5 separate regions of the Mus musculus genome follow, and regions 2, 3, 4 and 5 are each linked to region 1. A link is a contact called in public promoter capture Hi-C data. All regions are on one chromosome and are shown on one strand. The core of a region is the stretch at or near the end of the contact, and the rest is flanking DNA. Distances in the headings are between cores, read along the strand shown.

Region 1 (5,587 bases), core at 1,701-4,200:
GTTACCTGCAGAATACAGAACTGCAGGATAAAACTGCATACACATACATACAGCACAGGAAAAACACTCAAATATATATATATATAGATAGATAGATAGATATAGATATGTGTGTGTGTGTGTGTGTGTGTGTGTATATATATATATATACCATTAACTAAATAATAAAATAAGAAAGGACACGGTGGTACACATCTGTAATCCCAGCACACTCAGGGAACTGAGGCAGAAGGATCACACGTTTAAGACTAACCTGGGCTACAGAGTGAGTCCAGGGCTAACCTAAGCAACCTAGGAGATTCTCTAAATGTTTAAACACTAAACAGAGAGCTAGATACATGGGTTAGTGGTGGTACATATGCCAAACAAGCATGAGACTCTGGGTACAACCAGGACACAAGAGAAATGGGTCTAGAGCCAGGAAGTTACGTCATCAGGGTAAAGGAGCCCAGGACCTTCCTCTTGCTCTACTTCCAGGCTGTTGTAAGGTGAATAATGGTCACTACCACATGGCTCTGCCATGTTCTATTTTGCCACAGGGTTAAGAAATGGCCAAGCAACCAAGAAGGGCAACTTCCAAAACCCTAAATCAAAATAAATCTTTCCTTCTTTTACTTTATTTGTGGAAGTGTGTGTGCATGTGAGTCTAGGTGCCTGTGGGAGCCAGAAGAGGGCATCAGATCCCCAGGAGCCACTTATCAGCTGGTCCTAAGCTACCCACCACAGGGGCTAGGAACTGAACTTGGATCCTCTGAAAGAGCAGTAAGTGCTCTTAACAGCTAAGCCATCTCTCCAGACCTGTTTTTTCCCACTTCAAAGTTGTCCAACTCATGTATTCTGCCACAGCAAAGAAAGACTGACTAACAACACATCATGGGCAAAGCTATTGTGGGCGGGCTTATGCAAGCCCAGCTGTCAATCACCTGACAAATTAAACTACAGAAAAACAGAAAAATTGTGCATAGCAAACCAACAGATAAAAACAGTAACCCTTGGCTGTGGGTGAAACCCAGTGGTAGAGCTCTGGCCCAGCATATGAGAGGCCCTGGGTTCAATCCCTGGTACCACAGAGGAAGAAAAAGAAGGGAGGATGAGGAGAAAGAATAACTCCAAAGTCAAAAGATTATAATCCTTGTAATGTCAGCCCTCCAGAGGCTGAGGCAGGAGAATTGCAAGTTCAAGGCTACCGACCAAGCATGGAAGGGGTGGAGGAAGAGAGAGAGGGACAGGGAGATGGTGAGACTGCTGCAGACTCAGTGGTACGGCAGCTCTACAAGCTGGCAGGAAGTGGGAAATATCTGCTTACCCTGAAGGCAGTGAGGTAGATCCCTGTGGTGACAAAATGAGAGGCTCTTAGGTTTGACTGCTTGGTCCCTGATTGGTGGACCTGTTTTTGGGGAGGGCTAGGGGGTGTGGTCTTAGTGAAGGTGAGTCACTGGGCATGGGCTTTGAGGTTTCAAAGGTTTCAATTTGCTTTCTCTGTGTCAGGCTTGTGGGTCAAGATGTAAGCTCTCGGCTATCGCTCCAGCACCATGCCTGCCTGTCTGCTGCCATGCTCCCTGCCATGGTGGAATGAACTCACCCTTTGAAACCGTAAGCTTAATAAACTCTTTCTTCTATAAGTTGCCTTGGTCATGGTGTCTCTTCACAGCAGTAGAAAATAACCAAACAGTCCTCATCTCTGAAGGGCACCTGCCAAGTGTCAGCACCTCGCATCTCTCCCAAGCAGACTACTGTCTTCTAGGCATTAGACCAGGAGACATACACAGAGTGGCTTCAGGGACACCCAAAGGTGTTTCTCACAACACTAAAAGCATTCCAAAATAGGCCTACAGCTACATCTTGGTGATGGTATTATTGGTTGTGTAATTCTCTCTAAATGTTCATAATATTACTTCATAGTGACAAAAACTCAGGCCAGGTGTGATGGCACTTGCCTTTAATCCCAACACTCTGAAGACAGAGGCGAGTGGATCTGTGTAAGTTTGAGGTCAGGCTCATTTATATAACAAGTCTCTAGGGGTTTCTCCTGTCAGATCCCTGGCACTCTCTAATCATTTCCTCTGCCTTATCAGACAGGGTGAGTGCCTAGGGCCGGGGGTGAGCCTGGCTTGTTCCCTGACATGATCAATACAGAATCTCCAGACATGTCTAAAAAGTAAAAGAAAACTAGGGAGATTTCCGACATCACATACAGTGTGCCACAGAGCCAAGAAATTCCACTGTATAATCCTGACCGCGTTGGCGGAAGCTAGTCCTATCCCACCTGTTCCTAAGACCACTGGTGTGAATGTGGAGCAAGGTCACCCTGCATGACTCCTGTTGCTTAGTTCTCCTCAGCCTCAGGGTTCCTATCTTTAAGCACACTCTAAGATCTGGCTAAAGTGGGGAGAGGGGGCATTGTGCATAGACATATAGAAGCGTTCTACAATGTAAAGGGACTTGGGTAGCCCAGAAGGCCCCGCGGTGTCCAGAGCAGGCAAACTAAGCACAATCTTGAGCTGGGTGCAAACTGCAGGCAAGGAAGCACACCTTTGCTGTGTTTGAGGATAGGAAGGGCAACTGTGAGCAGATGCCAGGCACGCGGGGGCCACTGGATCTGGACCAAAAAGAAGGTATGTGCGAGGGTCCGGCCGCCCTCCTTCTCTTCACGGCCACGCCTCTCGCCGTGGCCAACTTGCCGACGCGCGCGACCTCCTGAACCCCTGGGCTGCGCACGCTCTCGGCGCCCGGAGCTGCGCCAGGCCCCGGGTGGGAGGACAAGGAGGGTCCCCGCGCAGGCTCCGAGTCCCGCGGGCGCCGCGGCCGTTTCCAAGCTGCCCCATGCGCTCCTCCCGCGCGCCGTGCGTGTCCGAGCGCGGGCGCTCGCAGTGCAGGTGGGCGCGCTCTCGCGGGCGGGGGTCCGGCCGGGCCGCGCGCCTCCCCCGGAACTCGGCCGTGCCATTCCCATGATGCCCAGCCACCGGGCACGGCTTCCGGAGCGCGGTCGCCGCCGCCGCGGGTAGGTGGCGGGAGAGACGGCCCGGGGTGGGGGGTGGGGGTCGCCCCGCCCCTCGCCGCGCCGGCCCCGCCCTCCTTTCCCGCGCTCCCACGGCGCGCCGGGCCCCTGAGTCCCCGCGGGACTCCGCGGTGGCTGCGGGCGCCCGACCGAGGGAGGGCGGGGCGGGAGTGTCCGTGCTTCCCCGCTCTCCGGGCCCGGCGCCTCCCGGGACGCGGGGCGCAGGGCGGGCAGCTGGGCTGGCTTCGTGGTGCAGGCCGCGGCGTGCAGGGTCCGGATCGGGTTGGTGGCTGAGGCTGGTGTTATCACGGGAGAGGGTCCCGGCCCCCGGGAGGCGCCTCTCGCGGATGCCTGGCGCTTGTTGCGCCCTGCGTTCCTCGAGAGCCAGCGGGCGCCGGGCGGGCCCAGGTGTGGCTCAGGTGAGGGGCGGGCTCCCGGTCACTGAGGCCGGCCTGGCCTTCAAGGCTGCCTTCTCGACCTGCCACGAACAGCTTCGAGACTCCCGGATTCCCTAAGCCTGGGATCCCAGAAAATTACTCGGGGGGGATGGATGGATGGGGGCACAGACCAGCCGGAGGCCCTGCCACTGACTGGAGAAGGGTTGGCATTAACCTGCTGAAGACCAGACTGCGGCTCCCTCTCAGACAGTGAGAAGAGCAGTCAGTACTCAGGCAGCAGGGGGATCTGTCTCCCCTTGCTTCCAGCACTGTGCACAGGGATTGGCAGTCACAACAATTTTTCTGGGGGCCGAATCTTGTCAGCACCTCTGGCTCCTAAGGACCAAATCTTACCCACACCCACTTTAAGTTGGAGTACAGGGCCCTCTACATCATAAGTTAAGTGCAGAGTCCATGCTGGGGGGGGGGGGGCAGAGAGGGGTGATGATTGTACCCACAACCACCCTGGAAACCTGATTCCCAGAGCCTCCAGTTTAAAGCCCCAATTCTGGCTTCAGCTCACATTTCTAACTGTGAAGTTCATGGTTCTCCAGAGTGACAGCTCCCAAGATTGACCAGGTAGCTGGACCAACAACCATTAAGACTGTCAGAGGAGCTCAGTTCTGGGTCCATCGTTATAAGCTGTGAGCAGGTGAGTGGAAATAAACTGATTTATTCCCTCGGCTCTGCACCTGCTGTCATGTTAAGATATTAATGTTACTCACCCCATCCCACCCTGCCCTGCCCCAACGGGGAAAGCACTTTTTGTTGTGTTTACTTTGGTGGGTTGAGACAGCATCAAGTAGCCCAGATACTGTCTTTGAACTAGATAAGGAACCAGTACTAGCCTTGAACTCCTGATCCTCTGGCCTTCACCTGAGATTAAGGCATGCATACCCCACCACACCCTACTCGATTCAGACCCTTCACAGTTAAGCCCTGCAAATGTTACGTGATTTCTATAGTATTGCAGTTTGAACACCACCTACAGCAAAGAAGCGGTAGGTCCTCCAGCCAGTGAAAGCAGTTACTCTTCCCTTTAGTTCCCACTGCCTTGTGCCTGTGGGGAGTCTCAGGAAAGCAAAGTGATTGTTGAGGATGGCCAGGATGTGAGCTCGGGTAGCTGGTAGAGGAAAGCACCCTCCATCCTGCGGCTCTCACTAGAGGGGAGGCAAATCAGCCACAGTTAGTGTAGTTGGTGTCAGGGCAAGTTTTTCCTCAACTTGTCAAGCCTTTCTTTACATTAAGGACATATCATAACAGAAAAAATATTTATAAGCCATGATCAGTTTCTAAATTAGATGTTACTGATGATAATCCTGGTAGTAAATGCTGGTTTATTTATTTGTTTATTTATTTAGACAGTTTGGTCTCACTAGAGACCCCTGGCTAAGCCAGGAACTCACTATGCATAGACCAGGCTATCCTGGTGCTTGGACTAAAAGTGTACACCACCATGTCCAGCCCTCACACGGCCGACTTTAAAAGCTGGTAGAAGATGCTTTGAAGTGCAAGCCGAGCAGTGAAGACCTCACCTGGAAGCCTTGCAGAGCATCAGCCTACACCTGAGACTTACAAGTAATTACAATAGATTTTTTTTTATACTAGTTTAACTCTTTTTTTTTTTTTAAGATTTATTTATTTATTATATGTAAGTTCACTGTAGCTGTCTTCAGACACTCCAGAAGAGGGCATCAGATCTTGTTACAGATGGTTGTGAGCCACCATGTGGTTGCTGGGATTTGAACTCCGGACCTTCGGAAGAGCAGTCGGGTGCTCTTACCCACTGAGCCATCTCACCAGCCCCACTAGTTTAACTCTTAAAGCACACATTGGTAATCACCATGAGTTGCCGCTGCATCTTCAGTGACCTCTCCATTTGTTGCCTGTCGCTCTGAGCAGATTTTGGTCTAGATGCCCAGCCCCACCTCTTAGGGAAGGGATTTCAGTATGTCTACAGCACATCCCAGCCTGTCAGAAAGGCAGGTCCTGATTAAGTACATAGAAGTAAAGCAAACCGAAGGTCAGGCTCTGCTCTATGGCCTTGGGTTAGAGGTGGAACAGCCTTCCATGCCTTCCCTTGGAGGAACTCAGGTCTCTGTCCTTCAGCCTTGCAGGTGCTCCTCAATCTCTGGGAGGCAGAAGGGCATCA
Region 2 (5,587 bases), core at 855-3,354, 730 kb before region 1:
CAGGTATACATGCAATGTGCATATGTTGAAAGTGAGCATGTAACTGTGTGTGCATGTTGGTCTCTCTGCTTGTGAGAACCTCTTGTGCCTAGTGTCCTGTTCAGTTCCCCAGGACCGTGAGCCTTTTGTCTCCTCCATTATCAAGGACCTGGATTTTACGGTCTTCCTAGGTTCCAGGCCAGTGCTGTGCCAGCTGGTTCTTCTCTAGCCAAGTGACCAGGTGACAGGACATCTACCCCAAAGCTTTCTGGTTCTCCTACCTCTGTGCCATGTTTTGGAGGTATCAGAGGAACAGCTGGGTGGGGCCATGGCTCTGCTGGTTCAAGGCCTGATTTAGCCTAAAACTTTAGGGATGCCCTTTACCTGTCATGATGTGGTGATGTGTATTCATCTGTGAGACCTTGTCCAGATCTCAGTGCTGAGCAGTGAGCTTTCAGAACTCTATACCAGGCAAACATGAGGCTGTGTTTTCCCCATTGTGGGGATCCCTAGGGTGCCTGAGCAAGGCCCAAGGCATGGAGAGAGCATCTGATTGCATGATTTCCTGGGACACAGCAGGATGTGGTCTCCACAGAAAGAGGTTCTGGAGGAACCCAGAGGGGTACGTAGGGTGGCAGCCACAATCTTCTGGGGTAGCTTATGCTTTGATGTTTTCCTGAGATGAGTCCTTCTCCGCCTCCAGCTGGTTGTGTGACTTGGGGCCATGTCGGGTGAGGGGAGCATCATGAGGGTGGGACAGACTCTGCACCTGCAGAGAACTTGATGCAGCTAGGAGAAAATCGGCAGTTCTCTACTCTCTCCATCCCAGCCAGGTCTTTTCTGGCCTCAGGGTCAAGGTCGAACCTCCTTTTCTGATCCTCATGTCCCCAGCTCTCTTCTTACATGCTAGCCCCTCACTCCCTCTTTCTCTCCTGGTGGCACTCCACTTCCATAGGGCAAGATATGAGGTTTCCCAGATCTCTGCCATGCCTCCAGATCCACATGTGATAGGGGGCTGGTCATGTCCTTGTGTGAGAGTCTGTATCTCTTGGTATTTATAGCCTGGCTGTGCAGAGGCCCTCAGGGAGCCGAGAGGAGTTGATTACCTCATTATCTCCGGAGAATTATCCTTGTGTTTGTTGGATACTGGGATGGGGGACACCTGGACAGAAGTGCTTGCATGTAGAACCTGTTGTGATGCAGGGCCTGGGCCAGGGACTGTGGCATGCTGTCACTGGGCCATAGGCATAGCCACATTTGGGCCTCAGAGACTGGGCGGGTGGCAGTGTGGACATGGTGGCTCTGGGTGCTCCATTACAGAGTTCTGTTGTCATCTGGGTTGGGGGTTTGACAGTAGGAGAGACATCACCTCTAACTCAGGCTATCAGAACATGGCTAGGCTGGAAACCTGTCAGATTATCAGGGTGGGATATCTGTTCTGGAGTTGAAAACGGAACATGGGCGAGGTTGGCTACCACATGGTATCAGTTGTTGGTGGGGCCCTGCCCCTATTGTTGGGGCCTCAAGACTGTAGAATTCTCTAGCAAAAGACTTGGGTCCAATGCCAGTCATGCAACTCCCACCCCATTAAAAGTTTTCCTTCCTTCTGGGTGTCAGGCTCAGCTCCTCTAAGGTTTGTGTCCTGGGAAGAGTTCGTCCAACTCACTGGGCCTCAGTTTCCCTTCTTGTCTGATGGGGTAGTAGTGTGGACTCAAGTGGTGACCTTGAGTGTCTCCTGCTGTCTTCAGGGTTCTGTGACTTTGTTTAAAATTCATCTAAGGCTTCCAGGCTGCCCAGAGTCACTGCATGTGTAGAGCAAGGCCTCTCTGGCTTTGGTACTGGGTGCTCAAGCTGGGGACCACAAGGGTTGTTCTTTCTAGATTGTGATCTTCTGAAGCCTCACCCTTGGCAGATTGCAGGATCTCCTTCCCAGTCCTGGACAGGGCATCTGAGGGACAGAGCCTGGGGCCTGGGGCCTGGGGCTGAGTGCTGGTGGGGGGTGGGGGTGGGAGTGGGGGACCAGGGGATGGGGGTGGGGGGAGGGCAGCTCTGCTCCTAGGGCATGGCCCTCTTATGTCTCTGCCTGTCCCTTTGTGGGGCAGTCACGGGGAGCACAGCCTTCCCTGTGTGTTGGGCAGGCAAACAGGCCGAGATGGCCACCGTCCTTCCTGGGTGCTGTGCATGTTGAAACCCATCTCTGACGTGGCCAAGATATTGAAATAAGTTCTTGTGAGTTTCCCAATATCCTGCCAGCCCGTCACAGGACTGGTTGTCAGGTGCCTGGTGCCAGGCCTGGCCTGTGTCTCCCCCATGGGGTGCCCAGGCCTCATTTTCCTCCTGAGAGGGGGAACACACTCTCTCCACTGCTGCTGAGAACACCAGTTAAGGTCATGATATCAGGGGAGGGTGACAATACTCCAGACAAGAAATCCTAACAACAGCTCAGTTTTATGGAGGGGGGAAAATTGAGGAATAGCAGAGTGACGGGATTTGATGTCAGGCCTTTGAGCCTGTGCCCGAACAGAGTAGCCTGTGTGAGTGGATGGCAGAATGAGGCAGGGCGCCATGGTAGCATGGTGCTCGTATGTGTTGGCTGGAGAGGAGAGGGCAAGAGGACAGGAGACTCAGCACAGTGTGTGCACTCCCAAAGGAAGGAAGCCTGGACTGGCCATGGGGGTCACCTGCGTTAATGGATGCTGGAGGTTGTGGGATGTAGGAAACTGTGTCAGTACCCAGTGTTGTCCCTCTGTCCCTGTGGCCAAGGCCAGGCAGGCTGAAAAACTCATTGATCACCACTCATTGCAGGCCCTTGACCTGGAAAGTCTTCCCACCTCGCAGGAGGTTCCTGTGCTATGTTTAGAGAGAAAATAGCTCAGGGAGGCCCTATGGCCATCCTAGTGTACATAGAGCCCTGTGACCAGATGGCTAGGGGCTGGGGCATGAAGATTTAGTCATTAATTTGGGAATGGCTCACACACCCTTGGGGCAGATGCTGGCTCTGCCCTGGTGGTCTCAATGGCCCCAGGCTTATGGCTTTTGTTGATCTGGCCAGTGTTGAGGACTGTCCTCTGGCTCTGTGAGCTAAGGAGTGGGGTACAGGAAAGCTTGAGACTATCCTCCTAGCTGGCAGAGTGACCCAGTGACGCCATCAGGTTGTGTATGTGTGTAACTTTGGTTCTAGGAATCTCATGGTTGAACCTTCCCAAGCTGTGGTGTAGTGCCTGCTCTTTGCTCATCAGTAGAGCCCTGCCCATAAGGAAGCAGACGCTCTGAGAGGGCAGAGGGTCTGGGCGTGGCAGCTGTATCACCAGGACTATAAGGAGGGAAGTCTGAAGCTTGCTTCCTGGAAAGTGAAATTTTTAATGCTCCAGACTGGGAAGGAGGATACGTGTGATTCAGTTGGCAGACATGACAGGGCAGAGCTATGACCACAGAGGCCTCCTCAGTTACAGAGTTACAATCTATTGTATGTATTATATACTGATTGGGATCTGAGCCTGGTGCTATGGTATGTCAGCTCTGCACACCCCCTCATGTCCTGTAGCCGTAAATATCAGGCCCTTCTGGCCACCCTTCCAGTGAGAATATGACAGTCCAGAGAGGTGACATCACTTTCTGGCCTTGGACTGACGCCTTCTGTGTCCTGTTGTTGGGACCCCTAACATCATCTGTCTGCTGGCCCTAGGACTGTGCTGGGGGTGGTTTTTCATAGTGACATTCATGCAGGTTTGTCCTGCCCACCCTGCCAGATGTGCTTGGGAATGTGGGAGGGAGCCTGTTGTACTGTAGCTGGAGGGACATGAGCCATGCTTCTCTCAGGAAACCCTCTCTGATGTCTGCTACCGGCCACCACCTTGCTAGATGGGTTGGGGCTCTAGACAAGGTTGTCTCTAGCTGGATGGGAGTCACTGACAGGGCCAGTCTCCCATTCAGTTCTTCCTGGCATTAGCAGTTGGGGATGAAGATGTCCTATTCCCAAGTCCTCACTGGTGTCCATCTGTGTGTGGGGCGCAGCGTCCTGGTGGTAATGTCCATGAGGATGAGTTGACTCAGATGTACACAGCTCTAGCTAGCTGTATGTGTTGCAGTCAGAACATGAGCCCAGACTTGCTGATGGTAGGGGCCTACCAGTTGGTTCTCAGCGCTTGTGTGATCTGGTTCTGTGGTGGCCATAAGTCCACTTCCCCCGTGCGGCTCCAGGCTGTCTGCAAGAGAGTGACTCTGGCCCCCAACTGGCCAAAGAACAAGTGACTGGCAGGCTACCCTCTTGTGGGTGGTCAGGCCCTGGGGTTCTCTCCTCCCAGGCCTGAGCCTGAGGAAGGTCTTGTGGTCCAGTGAGGGAGTATGCCTCGCTTCCTTTGGCCTCACACATTTAGCCTGAGAGCAGGCCCAGAGGGGATGGCGCCGGAGGAGCAGCTGCCTCTGAAGCTCTGCAAATGGGGGCATAGGAGAGAGACATTACAGTCTGGCCACTTCCTTAGCCTGCAGCTTTTTGCAGAAGAGGAAATAAGTCCCAGAGGGTTTGTTTGGTCAGCCTTTGTCAGGTCACACAGCCTTACAGTCTGGGCCTTAGTTGGAGCTTTAGAGCATGCTTGCCTGGTTCCTAAGCTTCTGATGTGTCTGCAGCTGGCATTGACCAAGGTGCCTGGCTCCGTTATCCCATCCTTTAGCAAATGTCTATTTGACAGCTTCTCTGGGCCAGACCTGATGACATGACCAGAGCTATGGGTGTGTGTGTGTGTGTAGAAAGAGGTGAATTTGTCCTCCTGTGTGGTGGTCACTGTTTAGTGGCTCCTGGGGAAACCTTGTGCCAGACCCACAGTGGGAAATCATGAACCTTGGAGAGGGCACTATGTGCTGAGCTCTTTCTTGGAGCTTGGTTGGCACCCCCAACACGTGCATGTACACGTGTGCGCACACATATACACACTCACACACACAGTGGACTAAAAAGGCTGGGTCTGGGCAGATCTTGGCCCAGAGGACTATTAGTACATCCCAGGGTCATCTCAGTGATGGGCCCAGCTTAGAACTAGGGTTGAGCCAGACTGGGGGCAGGTGATGCTTGGATGCCCAGGGTGGGCCCTGGGGGTGGGACACCATCCTGGGTCTGTGAGGCCAGCAAGCTTCAGAGTGGTTAAGGGCAGTCAGGGTCCCCGTGGTATAAGAGTATGTGTCAGATGTCTGTGTTCAGCAAAATAAAACAAGCTCCAGCTACCCTGAGACTGTCATAGAAGCCAGAGGAAAACAGACCTGCCATGTGCCCTCGTCCCCCAGCCCCAGGGCAGAGCTACTTGGTGACTTTGGCTCTGCCTGTGGACAGTGGCTTGCCTGGTATGTTCAGGGTAGAACACTAGAGGAACTCAGTGTGGTTTCTGTCCGTGGTGGGAGCTTCAATGGGAGGTAGCCCTTACCAGTATTGAGTGCAGAGTAAGAAGGGGTCCCAGGCCCCAAATGGGTGCCCTCTGATTTGGGGGATCCTGTACCTACATAGCTACCCATCCAATGACCCTGCCTTGTGTGGGCTTCTAGGAGGCTAATGTGTTTTGTATCCCCTTCATTCATCCTCTGGGAGCAGGGCCTGCCAATGCCCCTGGCTTAGCCCTGT
Region 3 (5,587 bases), core at 1,352-3,851, 680 kb before region 1:
GGTGGAGGGAGGACATGGTTAGCCTGTGTCATAGGAGTGAGCCTTCTGAAGGGCAAGACAGCTGCCTGGTGGCTTGGCAGAGGGGAGGGTGAACCAGCGGAGGTCAAGAGGGTCATGCCAGAATAATGCAGTAATTGGATTGTAGCTAGAAGTTTGAAATCCACAAGGCTGTGCTCATGTAAATAAATGATTGAATAAATAAACAAAGAGAAGGAAAGAGGAAGGGAAATTCCAAACAAACTTTGCCGCCCTCAGCAGATATTGAGTGGAAGCTTCCGTTTGTGCCTGAGCGTGGGGCCTGCACGGTGACTTCCCCGGAGGCTCGTGTGAGGCTCTCACTAAGAGTCCCAGAAGTCTGAAGCAGCAGTCCCAGTACAAGCTGGGCATGGTGGAAGACTCCTGTAATTCCTTCACTCAGGAGGCCAAGGCAGGAGCACCACATCCCAGTTTTGAGGCCTGGCTGAGCTATACATACCAAGAGCCTTTCTTTAAAAAAACAAAACAAAACAACAATAACAATAACAACAACAACAACAACAAATCAGCCCAAGGCTCTCTCTGCCTAGGCCCCAGTAGAACCAGATAGGCAGCACTATACTTCTGACAGACGGAGGCAGAGCAGAAACTGACCAGGAGGAATGCATCAGATGAACCCCACATGGGGCCCTCTAGGCAGCTTAAGGTCTTTAAAAGAGATGTTCTGAGAAACCCAAAGAGATATGGTGAGTAAATGTGACATGATCACAAACTGTCAGTACTACCTCAGTTAAGGGATGTGTTAAAGATGAGACAGAGGGGAGAGCCTGAGGCAGGAGGAGGAGGGATGGGAGGATGAAGGGAGGAGAGAGGGAGGAAGGAAGGGGCCTGGAGGGAGGGAGACACTAGGAACGTGCAGAATCTCTGTTGACAGCAAGTCTTCAGCAAACCTAAAACCATTCTTAGGTTTAAAAATGTATTATGGGGTGTGGTCATTATACAATACCTACTTCAGGTCCTGTTGGAGCCACCAGGAACTAGGCCAGGCGGTTTTTGTTTAGTGTTTACTAGCATATATTAATTCTACATAATAAATACTAGGTTACAGCCAAGTGTGGTGGCACACACTTTTAATCCTAGTAGTCGGGAGGCAGAAGCAGGCAGATCTCTGTGGGTCTAAAGCCAGCCTGTCTACATGGTAATTTTAGAGAAATTGCTGCCAATGTGTTTCCTTAGGAACAGTCTGTCAACAGAAGGCCTGTGAGATACCCTAGCAATAATAAATAAGGACATGGCATTTCTAAAAACACCTGTGGCTTTGTCCCTATCCAAGAAGAAGACAGGGAGGAAGAGAATAGAGCAAGCAACCCATGGTGAGATGAGGCCAGAAAGCGTTTCATGGGCTAGCTCATACCTCCTCCCCATGCACTGCTTCTCCGCTCCCCACCTCTAAACGACTCCCTTGCTCAGTTGTGCTGGGACAAACGCTGCTTTATAAAGTGACTGCTGGCTTGCAGGTGACCATGGGGACTATCCCATCACCAGACAACTCAATGCTTTCTGTGTGCGTGATTAGCACACACAGAAGCGATTACAAGCCTAAGGGTGTTGAGAATCAAAGCACTGTGGCAAGGGACTAGAGGTGCCCACAGTGTGAGACACACTGGACTTCAGAGCAGAACAGCACAGGATGGGGTAGAGGGTAAGCTGGTTCTCTGGAGCTAAAGGGTCCTGGGGTGAGCAGGTGGAGGCTTGAGGGTCAAGCTGTCACGGAGGACTGTGACTTGCCAGGGCCCTGGGTGGGGACAAGTCAGTGGGAAAGTCCAGGAATCTGACAGTAAATGCAAACCAGGTGAGTTTTGAATTCCTCTCATATGACATTCTAAACAGCAAAGGACGATGTCGTGCAATAAGCAAGCAAAGGGAAAATGCACTGTGAGGCAGGGGCTGCTTCAGCCGTGGCTACCATGTTGAGAAGGAAGATCAGAGACCCTGCCTGGGCACAAGAGATGAACACCTGATGACTCGTTCTGTGGCAGCATCAGGACTGTGGAGGGCAACTGTAGAAGCCAATAGAACAACCACCAGCTGCCTGGGAAGGGCTGAGTGCAGACAGGAGCGTAGCTGTCAGTAGTGCCTAGGCATTCCAGGCTTCAGGTCTGACTCTGCCGCCACGCTGGCTCTGGTGGCCACTTCCTGTTGGTGGGATCAGGTATCAGCCCTGCTGGAGAGAGAGCTTTGGAAACTCCTCTACTCCCTGTCTGCCCTTTCCCTGGCAGAGACAGGCTCTTCTGTCTGCAGAAGTTTAATAGCTGGGGTGCAAATCTTGGAGCTGTCAGCAGGCTATGCTGTCTTTCACTTCAAGCTCGACTAAAGACTGCTTTAAAAGGGAGACTTCCGTGGATTATTACATCAAAATAGTTTTGAATGGAAGAGGGAATTCACAAACTATATCCTGCAACCAGATTTTCACCTTTGATGTCACTAGGGGTAGAATTCTCCCTAGACTCGCTACAACCTTGATTTTTTTTTTTATTCCGTTTCTGTCCCAGAGAGTCTCTTGTGAATTGGGTATTTGTCATACACCTGTGAACCAGGCAGGGTACACGAGGCTCCCATGTACCCATATCCACCACGAGAGGGCAGCATCACCTCACTAAGTGCAGATCAATCACACACACACACACACACACACACACACACACACACACACACACACACACACCTACCAGGTCTCCTAGCAACCATTTCCTAGACCCTCAAGGCCCAGATGAGTTCACCTATGCTGCCCCAGACTCAGGAGGCCAAGGTCCTGCCTGGGAATGACCTTAGAGGACAGCAGAGCCCCTGCTTGCTCCTTGATGGTGTGCAGGGCTGAAGAGTGGGAGAGGCGGGTGCTGAACAGAATAACTTCAGCAGACCTTCTATCCTTGTGTCCTAGAGTACCAGTCCTTCAGCATGGTTGGAAGTGTGCTTGAAAACATTGACAGCCCCTTGCTGTCTCTGGCCCCCAGAGCCCCAGTGGGGACAATCAGATGACTAGGTTAAGTGCACATCCAGAGAAGGGAGCTTATGGTTTTGTGGGCTTAACTAGCTGTCTGTGCTGGGCCAGAGCAGAACTGTGTGGCAGTTAGCCAGGGCCTCAGGCAATGGGAGACGTTTGTCTCCAGGCACTGCTTCTCCATATATTCATCTGTTTACCCAGCCATGTAGCCATGCATACCTCCATCTACCCACCCACCCACTCATGCATTCACTACTCATCTGCCCATCTCATCTACTCAACCATCTATCCATCCATCCATCCATCCATCCATCCATCCATCCATCTGCCCATCCACTCATCTGCTCTACCACCCGTCTGTCCATCCATCCATCCATCCATCCATCCATCCATCCATCCATCCATCATCTATATGCATCTACCCATCTACCACCCATTTATCTGTCCCTCCATTTATCCCAGTTCCCCATCTGTCCATCTATCCACCTATCCTCCACCCGTCTACCCATCTGTCCACCTGTCCAATGGTCCATCCCCCATCTGCCCATCCATCCATCCATTTATCACTCAGAAAATACCTTTGGAGATGTGTGGTTAGGCCATGTGCGTGATTCCAGGCAAACGCAGAGTTTTTGTTCAACAGAAAACTCACATGAACCAAATATGCATCTGAAAATTGAAAACTTCCTGCTAGCCACATTAAAATCAGGTGAAGTGAATTTCATATTTTATTTAACCCAGTATGTGAAAGTTTCCATTTCCACATGAATTCAATATGAGCCATAAATAAGGGACTTTTACTTGAATGTTGATCCTGGTCCTCAAGACCTGGTGTATACCTTCCCGTGCCAGCACATCTCCCTTGGGCCCTGCCACAGGTCATGTGCTTAGACCCACTCTATTGTCCGATTAGGGTCTGGAGTGTTCTCCCAGGCCGCATCCTGGCGGCAGGTACAGGCTGAGTGGGCCACTATAGTGAAGTGACCGTACCAGTGGGCAAGGGGACTGGTAAGTCTTCCCAGGTGATGTGGCAATTGAGCTTCAAAGACAAAACAGGGCAAAGAACACCTTCAATGTCATTTCTGGCTATGTCTCCAGAAGATCACCAACAGCCAGAAGGAATCAGGTGTGTTCAGTGGCCCTCACACCAGGCGCTGCGAAGAAACCATGAAGTGAAGTCTTCTGTCACAGCCAAGCTCCGCGCCCCTACTGTGCACGTGGAGCCAGGAGACCCTGTTCTGCACCTCTCCTGGCTGCATCTGGGAGACCCGATGGCCTGCCTTTGGCTGCCTCTGCCCTGCCTGGGCCATCTGGGCAGAGCAGAAACTCACTCTTCCTCCTGCAGGTGGCGCCCTAGAGACCCTGCAGAGCCAGTTGTCCACTGTGATTGGAGAAGGTCCAGTCCTTCCTTTCTGCACTTTGGAGGGGGCTGTGGCTCTTCTAACTGGGTCCAACTACTGTTTCCTAAGCGTTTCTGAGATCACCAAGGCTGCGCTCAACCACTGTGTTATGCTTGGGAAGCTTCCAGAAACTTTTCCCATGTGGCTCAGACACAGAGGGAATTCCTGGAACCCGTCTGTAAGGAGGTTTCTGCTCTGACAATCTTCCTCAAGTCTAACTGAAATCCCTCTTGCTGTTGGTTCAATGCCCTCTTCTTGTGGGGCTGGCTCCCCAGCAGGAACCAGGCAAGTGTTGGTACCTAATGGAGCCCTCCTCCATAATAGCGCTCCCTCAGTTGGGAGGAGCACTGCTTGCCTCCTTCCGGGGCTGAGGTGGCCCATCCCCACCTGCCTGGGGGTCCCAGGAGGGAACAAGTGAGACCCCACAGATATGGTAACACAAGTCTAAGACCTTCTTAAGGGAAGGAAAGAAATTGTGGTCCTTCTCAGGAGGGGCCACACCTATTGCAGCCATGCCAGCCTTGGATCCTGGAAGCTTCCTGGGGGTGGGAGGAGTGTGCAGTGGGAGACCAGTTGGATCTAGGTTTTGTCCTAGGTGGTCTTGGGCCCTGGGCATGTGATGGCCTCTGTCATGACAACCCTACCTTCCTCCTACAGAAGGTCAAATTTTCTCCAGGTTTTACCATCTGTCTCTCCTGCTGCCCCCACAGGGCTCACAGGAGATAAGGTGATGGCCTCCCTGCCCACCTTGCCCTGGGGAGACTATCTAGTCAAGGGTTAACCTGGCAGGCTTGGTTTGGCCACACCCTGCACAGTTTCCAAAGGCATGGCTCTGACCCAACTCCTGGTAGGTGACCTCTGACCTCAGCCCACTTGGAGAGTCTGGCCTGACAGTGTCTGTGTTTGCCTGACCGTCTCGGGTCACCTCAGTGGTCCTTGCTGACAGTGTGATTTATGGTGGGGCCTTGAGCCATGCTAGGTCACTTGATCTCAGCAGAGCTGAGACCGCAATTTTCTTACATGGTGCTCAGGCAGCCCACTTCCAGTAACAACCCCCTCCCCAGTGTGGAGGCCCCATAGGCTCACCTGGCTCACTCACACACATTCAGGAGACCGTGCAGACAACACGCCTTCTCTGGATGGGAACCTGTGACAGTATAGGCCTGGCTTCTCCTGGGCTCTGTCCTCTCTGCTGGTGTCTGCATGC
Region 4 (5,587 bases), core at 1,620-4,119, 560 kb before region 1:
GCTTGTTTGGCACCAGCGGGGAAAGGCTAGCCAGCTTAGGTTAAAGAAGCCAGTCTTAGTGGACAGGACATGGAAACACTTGGTGCAGGGAGTGGCTGGCATACAGAAGGAAAATCCAGAGCTGCCTGCCCCTCTGTCTCAAACATGCCACCTCCCTTCACATCTGAGTCTTTGGGAATCCCAGAGTCAGCTTCATTACTCCACTTCATAGGTGACAAGCATCGCAGAGAGGGAACTCATCTGCCCAGGTTTTGCAGTTAATGAATGGCATGTACAAGGGTGGGACATCGGTCTGGCTTCTGAATGCCAGCTGAAGGACGCATGGGTGGAGCTCTTCCCTGGGCACAAATGTAAAGGCATCCCTGCTGGTGTGAATATCTCTACACACAAGGCAGAGCCACAGCTCATCATGACCTTCTGCACCTACCGCAGAGCTGCTGGGGCCCAGGACCTGTTGGAGGGCCAGTCTGTAATGTGCCTGAGAGACTTCATATGCTCCGAGAAGGAGGGAAGCACCTCCCACCCCTTAGCGTTTCCTCTTTGCTTCTCCCCAGAGTCTCAGGTAAAGGTCCTCCCTCATTGTCTGCTTCTATGTGAGAACAGCAACAGTCCACAAGCCTAATCAGGATGGACTCCTGCAAGCAGGGACAGCTGACCTGATAATAATGGCAGTTGCTTTGCTTGGAGGACTGTATTCTACAACAGAGGGTAATGGCATGTATGCATGGCAGGGACATGCAGGGGACACTGGATGGAGGTGGATATACAGAGACAGGCGAGATGGAAAGAACACAGCAGAAGCACAAGACTATGTCCATGATCATGGAGACCTGGTGCAACAGTGCAGGCTGGTATAGATGGGGCCCACAGGCAGCTTGCTTCCTCAAAGACTCATGCTGGTGAACAGACCATGACCAATACTCTCCATTATCATGAGATGCCAATTGGGCACAGGAGGATGCTGGGTATGGGTTGGCTTAGCCTGAGCAGGATGCCTAGGGTGTACCTGCTGGAAGGCAGATGTTCTGAGTCTGTATTATAGCACGAAGAGGGAAGAACCCTGTGCCTGCTGATCAGCTGCAGCACTCATCTTGGCTCTGACACAGCGCATTGCTGATTTGGTGCTCTGGGTAAGCCCCTTACCCCGCCTGACTTGCAGCGTCCCCGTCTGTGGATGGGAGAAAGACCTCCCCTGATATGTAGACCTGATGCAGGTTGGGGATGGGGAGGTGAGCTTGGTGAAAGCCTCCGGATGGCTGAGGTTTTCATCCCCATGAAACTCACCAATGGAATGGCACATAAGCACACAGTATACACAGCACACACACAGAGACACACATATGCATGTACATGCCCCCACATGTGTTCATACACACACACATACACATCTTATCATTTATACAACTTACACACATACATAATTATTCCATAACAAGTACAAGCTGGCTTTTAACTCTTACTGTACTGTGACTGAGTCTGTCTGTCTGTCTGCATGTCCACTCAAGCTTGTTTCCCTCTGCCCTCTCTGTACTCTGGATAGAATTTAGGACCTTTGTGCACAGCCTCTGAGCTGCATCCCCAGCTTTCCTCCTCTATTCTGTGTACTGTCTGATGTTCCCTATAAGGTACATTCCACACTTAAGCAAAGCTTGAATTAAGTCAGTACTAGCCACCCCCATTCAGATTCAAGAACCAGAGCATGGCCATCCCAGCAACTCCTCTGACTGCCTTTGCCCCCTGACTGCCTCTATCCCCTGACTGCCTCTGCCCTCTGACTGCCTTTGCCCCTTGACTGCCTCTGCCCTCTGACTGCCTCTATCCCATGAATGCCTCTGCACCCTGACTGCCACTCTCCTCTTGTTTGGAGAATAATGAGAAACTAGGGAGCCTGAGGATGCAGCCGGAGAGAGATGTCCCAGGCCGGTCTCCATCACTACAAAATTCTTTCAGGCTGCAATGTGTTCAAAGGGAGCGATAGCTTTGTGTCTGAAAGCCTTCTTAATTCACTCTGATTCTTTCTAAACAAACCCTGAAGCCCTTGGAGAAGGGCAGGGCAGTGAGTCAGGCTTTTGCAGGGCCTCCCAGGCCTGGAGAAGTCTGGGAGAACTCCTGTCTCCCTCTGCTGTAGATGGGGAGCTGGGAGCCCCTCTCCTTTTCCAGCTGTCAGCTCTGGAAGGGGGCTCTTCCTTTTCCTTGTGAGTTGTTGGGCCACTAGGGACAGCAGTAAGGCGGTGGGGTGGGATCTGAGACTGACCTTCACCTGATTAATAACTTGGTCACTCCTTGTTCACTTAAGGCCCCTCTGGGCATCCTTGACAGTCTGGTCTGTGGAGAGGTAGAAGGCAGGTCCCCAGCGCTGTATTGGCCTGTCAGTCATAGTCTAGGGAGCCCCTTCTGGCTGAATTGCAAGTTGAGTCTCCGCCCAGAAGAGGAGCTCTCGGAACTCCTCCTTAAAGAGAAAGTTCTGTGTGGTACTGCAATCTCTCTTTTGAATTCCAGCGATCAAACTTCGGGGGTCCCTCAACGTTGGTTCTTGGAGTCTGGCCAGGTCGGGGTACCTGAGGCGGGAAGAATCTAGGATCAGGGTGGGCCATCAGGTTTTGGAGGCCGCCGCCCAGAGCGGGGAGAAAGAACGGGGGCGCCGGCCCCGTCCCACGTCCGCTCCCGCCCCGGGCCAGCCCCTTCCTCGCCGCGACTCGCCCGCTATCCCCACCCCCTCGCCCTCGGCGCCCAGTGGGAGGCGGGGACCGGCCTTGCTGAGCGGGGCGCCGGGCTCTGATTTGCTGCGGGCGTTGGGGGCGGTGGGGGGTGGGGGAATCCACAGCCTCCGCGTTGTCTGCCAGCAGCGAGGGAGGGAGGGAAAGGGGGGAAAAGTGCTCAGCGCCGAAGGCGAGGTCCGCACTCCTGGTCCCCGCGGCTGGCGCAGGACCTCACTCCAGCGGAGCGCCCACGGGGAGCGGGTCGCGGGGCAGCAGCGGTGAGGAGGCCACGAGACTAGAAGGAGGAGGACAGGGAGTGCGCGAGCAGCCAGCGAGGGGGTCCCGGCCGTCCCGGGCCACAGTCGATCCCTGCGCCGTGGGCGAGCGCGCCCGCTGCCTCTTCCAGAACAGCCACCGCCGCGGGGGAGATCGGGCGGGTGCCGAGCTTCCTATGACTCCCTGAAGTTGTCGTGCTCCCCTAGCGTCCGCCACCCGGGACGTGTCTCTGGTCCCCGTGCATCGTGTGCGTCTCCCGCTCCCCGGCCCGCGCACCCCGCCGGCATGGACGTACACACCCGCTGGAAAGCTGCGCGCCCAGGCGCCCTGCTGCTGTCTTCGCCGCTACTCCTGTTCCTGCTGCTGCTGTGGGCGCCGCCTTCGAGCCGCGCAGGTAAGAGTGCTCTGGGGACCGGACCTCGGGGACTGTAAGAGGTGCGCAGAACCTCCGCGCCGCTGTCATCTCGGGCTCCTTCGCCGCCGGCCTCCTCCGAGCCTGCAGAACTTTCCTCCTTGGCCTGTGGAATGCACCGGGCAAGACAACGAATACCATTCGTTGGGGGCCCAGGAGAGGGAGCCGGGCCAACTCCATCCCCGCGGCGTACCGCCCCCTCCTCAAACGGGCCTGCTGGGTGGGGCTGTTGGTCGAGTCAAGGAAGAATCTGCCTCGTGTTAGATCCCAGCAGAGGTGCTCACACTTTTGTCCCCAAACCTCGCATTTTCTGTCCCACATCACAGGCGACCCGCTGCATCCCACGCAGCCCTTAAGCAGAAACTTTCCTTCTGAAAGCTGGAAAGGGCCGCCCCCTAGAGTCAAGGCCATTCAGTTCCTCAGGGACGCCTAGGGGTGGAGGGGGATCCCAGAAGTTTGAAACCCCAGCTATGGACTTCCCTCTGTACACACCCTCTTGCTTGTCTGAGCTAAGTTTCTGCAATTCCCAGGGGACAGAGTTCCCTGTAGTCCCTGACAAGTCTTCAGGGGCACTGGGGAGCCCTGTGAGGTAGGCCAGCCCTACTCCTAGCCGTCAAACCTCCAAACCCCTTAGAGGTAGTTTTCTTGGGCTTTCTGCCCAAAGATGGGATGAACGGGAAGCCTGGAGAGGGCCTTGGAGTCTGGGCTGGGAGCTTCTCAGATGATCTGCAGATGTGAGACTCCTGCCAGGTTGGGTTCTCTGAAGGAGCCCTGATCCAATGGGCAGAATCAGGGAGGTACTGGGATTGTCCCTGTCTGTATTTCAGCGCTTTCAGGCTCAGGTCTGGGCAGGCATATTATTTTCAGCATCACTCTTGTTAGTTAGTTGTGGGATAAACCTCCCCAGAGCCCTTAAACACCATAGCCCAGGGTGGGAAGGCACCAGGCATGTGCTGATACAGGGAGGCGAAGGCAGTTAGAAAGAGTTCAGGCAGCCGAACAGCGGGTGGAGTGGTCAGCCCTTGCGCAGTGACAGGGCTCTCCTTAGCTTAGCTGGTGTTACTAGGACTAGCAGGAGAATCCATTTCCACCCCCCATGGCCAATTACAATATTCTTCTCCTGCTTTCTGGCACCATTAGTGTCCAGTGGCCACAGGATGAGCAAGAGTGGAAATGGGAGGGGCCAGGGCCTGCGGGGACCGAGGGAGAGCATGGGCTGACGATGCTCACTCTTGTGGAACTTGGACCAACTGCCCCGGAGTTCCCAGGGTTAAGCTAGCAGTAGGGAATGCTGAAGGCCCTCAGGAAAGTGTGGAGGAGAGACAAGAGAGGTCAGCCTCTCTTTTCCCTATACCCCCACAATGTTCCCCTGTGCGCCCCAGAACCCCAGGAGGGAAGCCTTCAGTGGACCTCTCGCCTGGGAAGCTGGGGTTACCACTAGCATAGGTTGGGTGTTCCGGGTTCACCCTGTCCACCCTGTACCTTGTCCCAGCCCTGCCCTGTCCTGTGGCCACCTACCTCTCTTCGTCACTCTATTACTATGCTCTGCCCCACTTCCCTGTGCTGTTGAGGGTGCGGCCATTTGGAAGGGGCTGCCTGGGTCCTGGCTGTGCTGTTAGCTGTTTTGCTTTGGACAGAGTTGACTTTTAGAAGCACATAAAGAAACTGCTTTTCTGGGTGGGCTTCGGGAAGCTTTCCCCTCTGCTCCTGTGGTGCGACCCACTTTGAAGTCACCCTCAGTGCATGGCCAGAGGGGCAGCAGTGCACGTTTGATGCTGACAGGTCAGGAGAAAGTGCAAACAGACCCTGCTCTGCTCTCCCTCTCGGACCTGCCAGATGTTTTCCGAGGTTTCTGTGAGCACAGATCCTCTGTCTCTCTCTTGGCCAAGTGTGTGAAGGAGTGAGAAGTCCGATTGCTCTGGGAGCTGCTAAAAGCCTTAAGGGGGGGAGGAATGAGAAATGAAATGTGACCCCAATATTTGGAAATTGAGGTCATCTCTTCCATGTGCTATTGGTGGGCTTGGGTCATGTGACTGCTTTTTTTGCAATAATTTGCGGGGAAAGCCAGCCAAGTTTTGTAAGACTTGACAGATACTGAATGGTTAAATTTCCTGTGACTCAATGAGTTGGCTACAGGGACATCCTTGGGCCTTCCCTCCTCTCTCCCCTCTCCTCCCTCCCCCCTCCTCTCTCCCTCCTC
Region 5 (5,587 bases), core at 803-3,302, 520 kb before region 1:
ATGATTTCCTGTAGGGGTGGGGAACCCTTCTCTGGTGTCAGGAAGTTGGCACAGACCTGGCCACTTAGGTTGCCTTGGAGCGCAGGCTAACAGGAGTCAGGCTTGAGACTCGGTGGCTGCTGTTGGAGGACTCCTCACCCTGAGGAAGCTTGCATGATCATTCTTCTTTAACACCTTCTTAAAAACGGTTCAACTGTCCTCCCGGGGAATCCACTTGGGGAGGAAGGTGAATTGAGTTTGAGAGGAATAGTCAAGAGATGAGCCTCCTGTGGTCGTCAGATGTGGGTGCTGAGTGTTTAGCAGGATATGTTGTATTCTGATATGGACAAGCCTGAGAATGAACATATGGGCATGTATATGATAGCTTCAGGCGTAGCTGGATCCAGGTGCCCATTTAGCACTGCGAGAGTTGGCCTATGCATGCACTAGATTCCCTTGAGATAGTTGCCCTCTGACTTCATCTTCTGTGTATGTAGCCCACAGAACAGCTTTTTCCTAGACGAAGCCACAGGATGGTGCGACACTGGTCCAGCTTGGCCATGTGTCAGGGGCTTCACATCCTGTGGGTAGCACTTTGAAATTTATTCTCTGCTGGACATCCAAGAGCCTCCTATTTGATGTAACTCAAACTGAACATACATAAACAGGAAAACAAGCAGTCTGGGGCGGGCATGTGTGGACTCAAAGGCCTCTAGATGTAAGGAAAGGGGGCTTTGTCAGGGGGGCATGTTTTGTGTTTGGGGATGTTCTAGCTTCATTTCTGTCTCTGGACAAAAATACCCCAACGAAAAGAAACTTAGAGACGAAAGCAGTTTGTTTCAGCTTAGAATTCCAGGTTACAGCTCATTGTTGTGGGGAAGTCAAGGCAGGGACTTCAAACATCTGGTTACATCACATCCAGAGTCAAGAGCAGAGGGAAATGAATGGAACACACACTCACCTGCTTGCTTGTGTTCAGCTTGATCGCCTCACTGTTATTCTTCACAACCCCATGCCTAGGGAATGGTGCCACCTGTAGTGGGCTGTGTCTTCCCATATTAGCTAGTTAAAGACCTACCCCTCATAGACATGCCCACGGGCCAACTCAGTATAAACAGTTCCTCACTGAATCGCTCTTACAAGGTCAAGTTGGCACAGCTAACCAATGCAGGGGCAACTGTTGAGCTCTTGAGGAAGCGCCTGCACTTCAGGGGTCAGAGGGTCAAGCTTCTGCTGTCCTCTGAGTGGCTCCCAGAGGATGGGGTGTCAGAAGCTTTCCTAAAGGGACGTCCTGCAAGCATTCTCCTGACCTGGGTATTCAGGCCTAAATCTTTTGATACCAGACAGAAATCGGATATTTGCTCTAAGCTGTTGTGGGAACATGGGGGACGAAATGACATCAAAGACAGTGCAGAGACTAGAGGTTGCTTGGCAGTTTCTTAAGCTGTCAATCACTCCAATGTTGGAAACAGCCCCGTAGAGATTGCTGGAGCTATTGAGGCTTCCTGGCTGCGTCTAGGTGACAGACCTATCTCCAGTGTTGCTGAGAAGAAGTGGAGATTGTGTGACTCAGGCAAGTGAGGATGTGGAGTAAGAAGTCCCTGCAGTTTGTAAAACAAGGAAGTTTGGGGGCTTTCAGAGGGTGTAGGTGAGGCCAGGCTCTAACCTGGGCAACTAGTTGGAGATAGAGCCACTTCTAAGACGTGTCCCTCCTGAGCAAGCCCTCAGTCTCTTCTGAACACCAGATGTTTGCTGGTTTCAGTTGTCTAAGATTCACCTTCTCTTTGGGGGTGCCCCTCAGTTGTGTCCATCTTGGGGCTGACATAGCTTCTCTGTCTTTGCAGCTCAGCCAGCAGATCTTCTGGAGATGCTAGATTTTCACAATTTGCCCTCAGGGGTAACGAAAACCACAGGTTTCTGTGCTACTCGAAGATCTTCCAGCGAGCCGGATGTTGCCTACCGAGTCTCTAAAGATGCACAGCTCAGCATGCCCACCAAGCAGCTGTACCCTGGTAAGAGGTGCCTCATTCCTGTTCTGGGTGGCAGAGTGCTGGGGACTTCAGGCTTCTGGCCAGGGCCAAAGAGGAAGCCGGAGTGGGTGGTTGTGCCAGAGCCGTGGGTGTGCTTTGTGTGAGTCTTCCTCATTATAGTGAAACCAACACCCACTCACCACTTGTGTGTGCGCAAGGCCTTGTCTGTGCTAAATGGGATACAAGTAGGCATGTTTACATTAATGACAGACCACCATGAGAAAGGACAGAAAGGAGGTGAGATGAAGTGAGATCTTAGGTCATGGAGAAGAAAGGCTTATACTGGGGAACATAATCCTAACTGGGGCCAGTGACATTAAGAGACACAAGTCCAGAACCCTGGCTGGCAGCGAGCTTGAGAGATTCTTAATGAGCGTCTGCTGCCAGGTGCCAGACATCTACTTTTAATTATGTATCCAGAGGGAGCCACCATGTTGGACAGAGGCGTGCATCTAAGTGATTCACCCACAAGGGGAGTTAGCTCCTCTCTACCACATCTACTGGTACTAAGTGCCCTGGGTTTATTCAGTGTGGGCAGGTGATAGATTCTTCTTCCCCTGCCTCAGGAGGGCCTGCCAGCTTAGCCTGAGGTGCCCTGACTCTGTTGACCTGAGTAAGAGGTAGGTCAGCCAGACACTCCTCTTTTGCGATTAGAAGTCTGCATTCAATCTTTTATGGTCTGGATATGACCGCAGCATTGAACCAGAATTGGGCAGTTTTAGCAACCTGTGCTGTCCCTCATGTCCCCACTGTGTCCCTGGATGATGCTTTTGCCTCCCCCCCCCCCCCCCGGTGTTGGCACTTCTGGTCTTCTGTCAGGGTTTGTCCTCCACTCAGCATTGCTCTGGAGTCATTGTGACTTTACAGCTGAGGAAGAAGCTGGGTGCTTTGGTCCAAGGTATCATTTTGGATGGATGGATCTCGTGCGCAATGCACCTTCCTTGCAGCCACAGGGGAAGCAGCCTGGGGTCTCCAAGGAGCACACCTTTAGTGCAGAATCACCCTGGCTCACAGATGCCCCTCTAATTCTTCTGTAAAGATAAATGTCCCACCACGACCCTTTCTAAACGGGAACCTCACCCTTCCTTGTGAGGGGCTGCAGGGATGGATTCTATGCCTTATTTTTGGAGAAAACATTTTTGCAGAGGGGGGGGGGAGGTCATCTTGAGAACACTCAGTCTCATCTGTTTTCAGAGAGTTGTAATTTTTCTGTCTTGTGGCCCAAGAGTTAGAATTCCCAAATTGGAGCCATGGAGACCTGGGCCCAGGCTGGAAGGGTCTGCTAGTCAGGAACAGAGGGCTGGAGGTGATGATGATGAAGCTGAAATGGGGATGGCTGCAGAAAAGAAAGGCTCCCAGCCCAAGGAGCTATACAGAGCTCACTGATGCTTGTATTCTTACCATTGTCACCCAAGACAAGGGGGCTAGCCGAGCAGGTAGCTAGAATCCCCATCTGTCACTCTCTTCTCCCTGGGTGGCTTATGGTAAGAATTCTCACAGGATCAGGTAGCTGAGCCCAGGAAATGGAGTGGATTCCCAAGTAACATGATAGGGGATATTTTTTTGGTAGTTGACTAGTTTGTTGATATTTTGTTTTTGAGACGGAATCTCATGTAGGTTGAGGCTGGCCTTGAACTTGCCAAGCAGCTACGGAGACCTTGAACTCCCAGTCTTCCTGCTGCCACCTCCCAAGCAGTGGGATTACAGGCACAGTGCCTGTCTTCAGCCTGCCCTCAGCTCGTGTCCTCTGCCTTAGACTTGCCAGTGTGCGGGGTGAACCGTGGGCCTTTACTGTATTTGTTTTTGGCACGGTCTCAGCTGTTCTAGACTAGCCTTAGATTTTGCTTTACAGTTAAGGATGACCCTGAACTTCCAATTATTTTGAATCCACCTTTTTTTTTTTTTTTGCCCTAAGAGTGCAGGCATGCATCAGTATGAAATTTATGTGGTTTTGGCGATCAAGCTCAGAGCTCCATATGGGTTCAGGAAGTACTCTGACAACCGAGTCCCAGCCCCAGTCCTGGGAAGCTTTTGGTTTTGTTTTCAACTGTCCTCAAATTAGTAACTTGATTAGATAATCAGAATTGCTGTAGCTAGGGTGTGGGGGACACCGGGTCAATCACTGATTGTCTGACAGTGGCCAGTGCAGCCAAGGTGGCTTCGGAGTCTCTGCAGAGGAGTTTCTGTGGTGTCATCTCCTCAGGTCCCATGGGTCAGTCTGGAAAAGCTGTTCCAGGGTCAGCATTATCCATCATCTGGTGTCTGAGGCTGTATACCTCAGAGTAGGTGATTGACCCTGGAAAATCCTGGAAGGTACTGCAGGCTTTCTGATTGGCAAGTGCTTAGGAAACAGGTCAGACCTTGTGGGATGTCTTCCACAGGACTCACGTGGCTACATGCCAGCCATTGCAGCAGCCTAGGTAAGAATGAGGGTGGCTGCTAGCTACTGTGTGCCTTCTTCCAGAGTGCAGGAGCTCCTTGGCTACACCAGGGTGGGGAGGCTGTCTGTGGTAGCTGCACTAGGAGGCCCGAGGGCTCCAGGCAACCGCAGCAAGACTGGATTGGGTAGAGCATGAATAGATGTCTGGAATTGTCTTAGTGCTTGCTCAATGATGCCCTTGGTTATGGGCTGATCTCCCAAGACAGCCTTATCCTAGTGAGCAGCATAATCTTTCCTTCATGGGCTGTGTGGATCTGGGTCTTTAGATGGCTGGGCTAGCTTGTTCATGGCATAAGATCTGGCCATTCTCCCCCACAGGGTGGGCGCCATATCTAAAAGAAACTAGCAGGCCATGCATGAAGACGGTCCTGGACTTCCCTGTATACTGCTTTATTGCTCCTATGTCTACCCAGCTAGCACCAGCTGCTTGTAATGGTCTCCTGACTGACACTAAGGCCTGACCCCTGGCCTCACCTTGTGTGTGGAGAACCAGTCCCCACCATTCTTCCACTGAGGACTGAGGTCTCCCCTCTGTTCTCCTCAGCATCCTTCTCTGAGGAGGTACCTGAGATTTCTGGCTCACTCAGAACTAGATAGGGTGGATTGGCCAGGAGCTCTTCTCCTTATCCCCCCATTTCCAGGGCTCCATCTTTACTCCAGGATCCCAAGTCTTCAGCTAGCTCCAGGAGCAGCCCCTGACCAGCTACCCCTATTGCTCCCTCCTATCCTTACTGACCAGAGGCCCTGGGTCCAACCAGTCCACTGCAGACCACAGGATAAATTACATCTCAGAATGCTGGCCCTAGACAAAGGCCATGCATGGGAAGCAGGGTGCGGCTGCCTGGGCTGGACCATGGGATACGGGGCCCCAGGATGGTGTAAGAATACAGCAGCAGGTCAGAGGTACTGCATTCCTTCAGTGAGCAGAACTGTGTCTTCTCTGAGAGGCTGTGGCCATCCTGCCCATATGGTAGTATGTGAGATTCTCTGGGAGAGTCAATTCCATGGCAGCTGCATTTATTAGCTGCCTACTGTATCCCCGCCGTGGACCGGGGCCCTTGGGTGTTGGTGGGAAGAGGGAGGATACCCCATGAGCGGAGCTGCTGGCCCTCCACTGTGGTGGCTTTTCTGAGTGAGA

The links. Promoter capture Hi-C pulls out the DNA fragments that hold promoters and counts their contacts.
Region 2: a promoter capture Hi-C map of hippocampal neurons shows a contact between it and region 1, with 5 times the contacts expected there. The contact joins the enhancer-like site here to the promoter of Ppp1r26 in region 1. A contact is called at or near these places in 4 of 39 promoter capture datasets (the 3T3-L1 cell line, the C10 cell line, embryonic stem cells and 1 more) and 1 of 115 datasets of contacts at active chromatin or transcription factors (VIP interneurons).
Region 3: a promoter capture Hi-C map of embryonic stem cells shows a contact between it and region 1, with 7 times the contacts expected there. The contact joins the enhancer-like site here to the promoter of Ppp1r26 in region 1. A contact is called at or near these places in 12 of 39 promoter capture datasets (the 3T3-L1 cell line, 3T3-L1-derived adipocytes, the C10 cell line and 5 more), 1 of 484 Hi-C or Micro-C datasets (bone marrow-derived macrophages), 11 of 115 datasets of contacts at active chromatin or transcription factors (VIP interneurons, embryonic basal ganglia, embryonic forebrain and 7 more) and 2 of 9 other capture datasets (liver and pancreatic islet).
Region 4: a contact with region 1 is called in a promoter capture Hi-C map of liver, with 4 times the contacts expected there. The contact joins the promoter of Col5a1 here to the promoter of Ppp1r26 in region 1. A contact is called at or near these places in 11 of 39 promoter capture datasets (the HPC-7 cell line, embryonic stem cells, frontonasal cranial neural crest and 5 more), 1 of 484 Hi-C or Micro-C datasets (embryonic stem cells), 8 of 115 datasets of contacts at active chromatin or transcription factors (embryonic basal ganglia, embryonic forebrain, embryonic hindbrain and 5 more) and 3 of 9 other capture datasets (adipose tissue, liver and macrophages).
Region 5: a promoter capture Hi-C map of hematopoietic stem and progenitor cells shows a contact between it and region 1, with 6 times the contacts expected there. The contact joins the enhancer-like site here to the promoter of Ppp1r26 in region 1. A contact is called at or near these places in 11 of 39 promoter capture datasets (the 3T3-L1 cell line, the C10 cell line, HPC-7-derived erythroid cells and 6 more), 1 of 484 Hi-C or Micro-C datasets (common lymphoid progenitors), 9 of 115 datasets of contacts at active chromatin or transcription factors (VIP interneurons, embryonic basal ganglia, embryonic forebrain and 6 more) and 5 of 9 other capture datasets (adipose tissue, embryonic stem cells, liver and 2 more).

What each region holds. Positions count from the first base shown.
Region 1 is chr2:28,443,896-28,449,482 of GRCm38.p6, forward strand. It overlaps Ppp1r26 (protein phosphatase 1, regulatory subunit 26), which reads left to right and starts at 2,951. Exons shown (of 4, transcript NM_001005420.2): 1 at 2,951-3,001; 2 at 3,990-4,087; 3 at 4,797-5,013.
Region 2 is chr2:27,712,162-27,717,748 of GRCm38.p6, forward strand. The region is part of intron 1 of Rxra (retinoid X receptor alpha); the gene reads left to right. Among named protein-coding and RNA genes, the nearest start is that of Rxra, 38 kb to the left of the region's middle. Within about 2 kb of position 2,105, at least 62 of the 459 cell types and tissues checked have an H3K27ac peak or open chromatin away from gene starts, as enhancers often do.
Region 3 is chr2:27,767,755-27,773,341 of GRCm38.p6, forward strand. No RefSeq gene overlaps it. Among named protein-coding and RNA genes, the nearest start is that of Gm39777, 68 kb to the right of the region's middle. Within about 2 kb of position 2,602, at least 7 of the 459 cell types and tissues checked have an H3K27ac peak or open chromatin away from gene starts, as enhancers often do.
Region 4 is chr2:27,883,556-27,889,142 of GRCm38.p6, forward strand. Col5a1 (collagen, type V, alpha 1) reads left to right here and starts at 2,870. Exons shown (of 66, transcript NM_015734.2): 1 at 2,870-3,369. The coding sequence starts at 3,261.
Region 5 is chr2:27,920,194-27,925,780 of GRCm38.p6, forward strand. It overlaps Col5a1 (collagen, type V, alpha 1), which reads left to right. Exons shown (of 66, transcript NM_015734.2): 2 at 1,824-1,991. Among named protein-coding and RNA genes, the nearest start is that of Col5a1, 37 kb to the left of the region's middle. Within about 2 kb of position 2,053, at least 12 of the 459 cell types and tissues checked have an H3K27ac peak or open chromatin away from gene starts, as enhancers often do. A contact at or near this core is called in hematopoietic stem and progenitor cells, where this site is marked.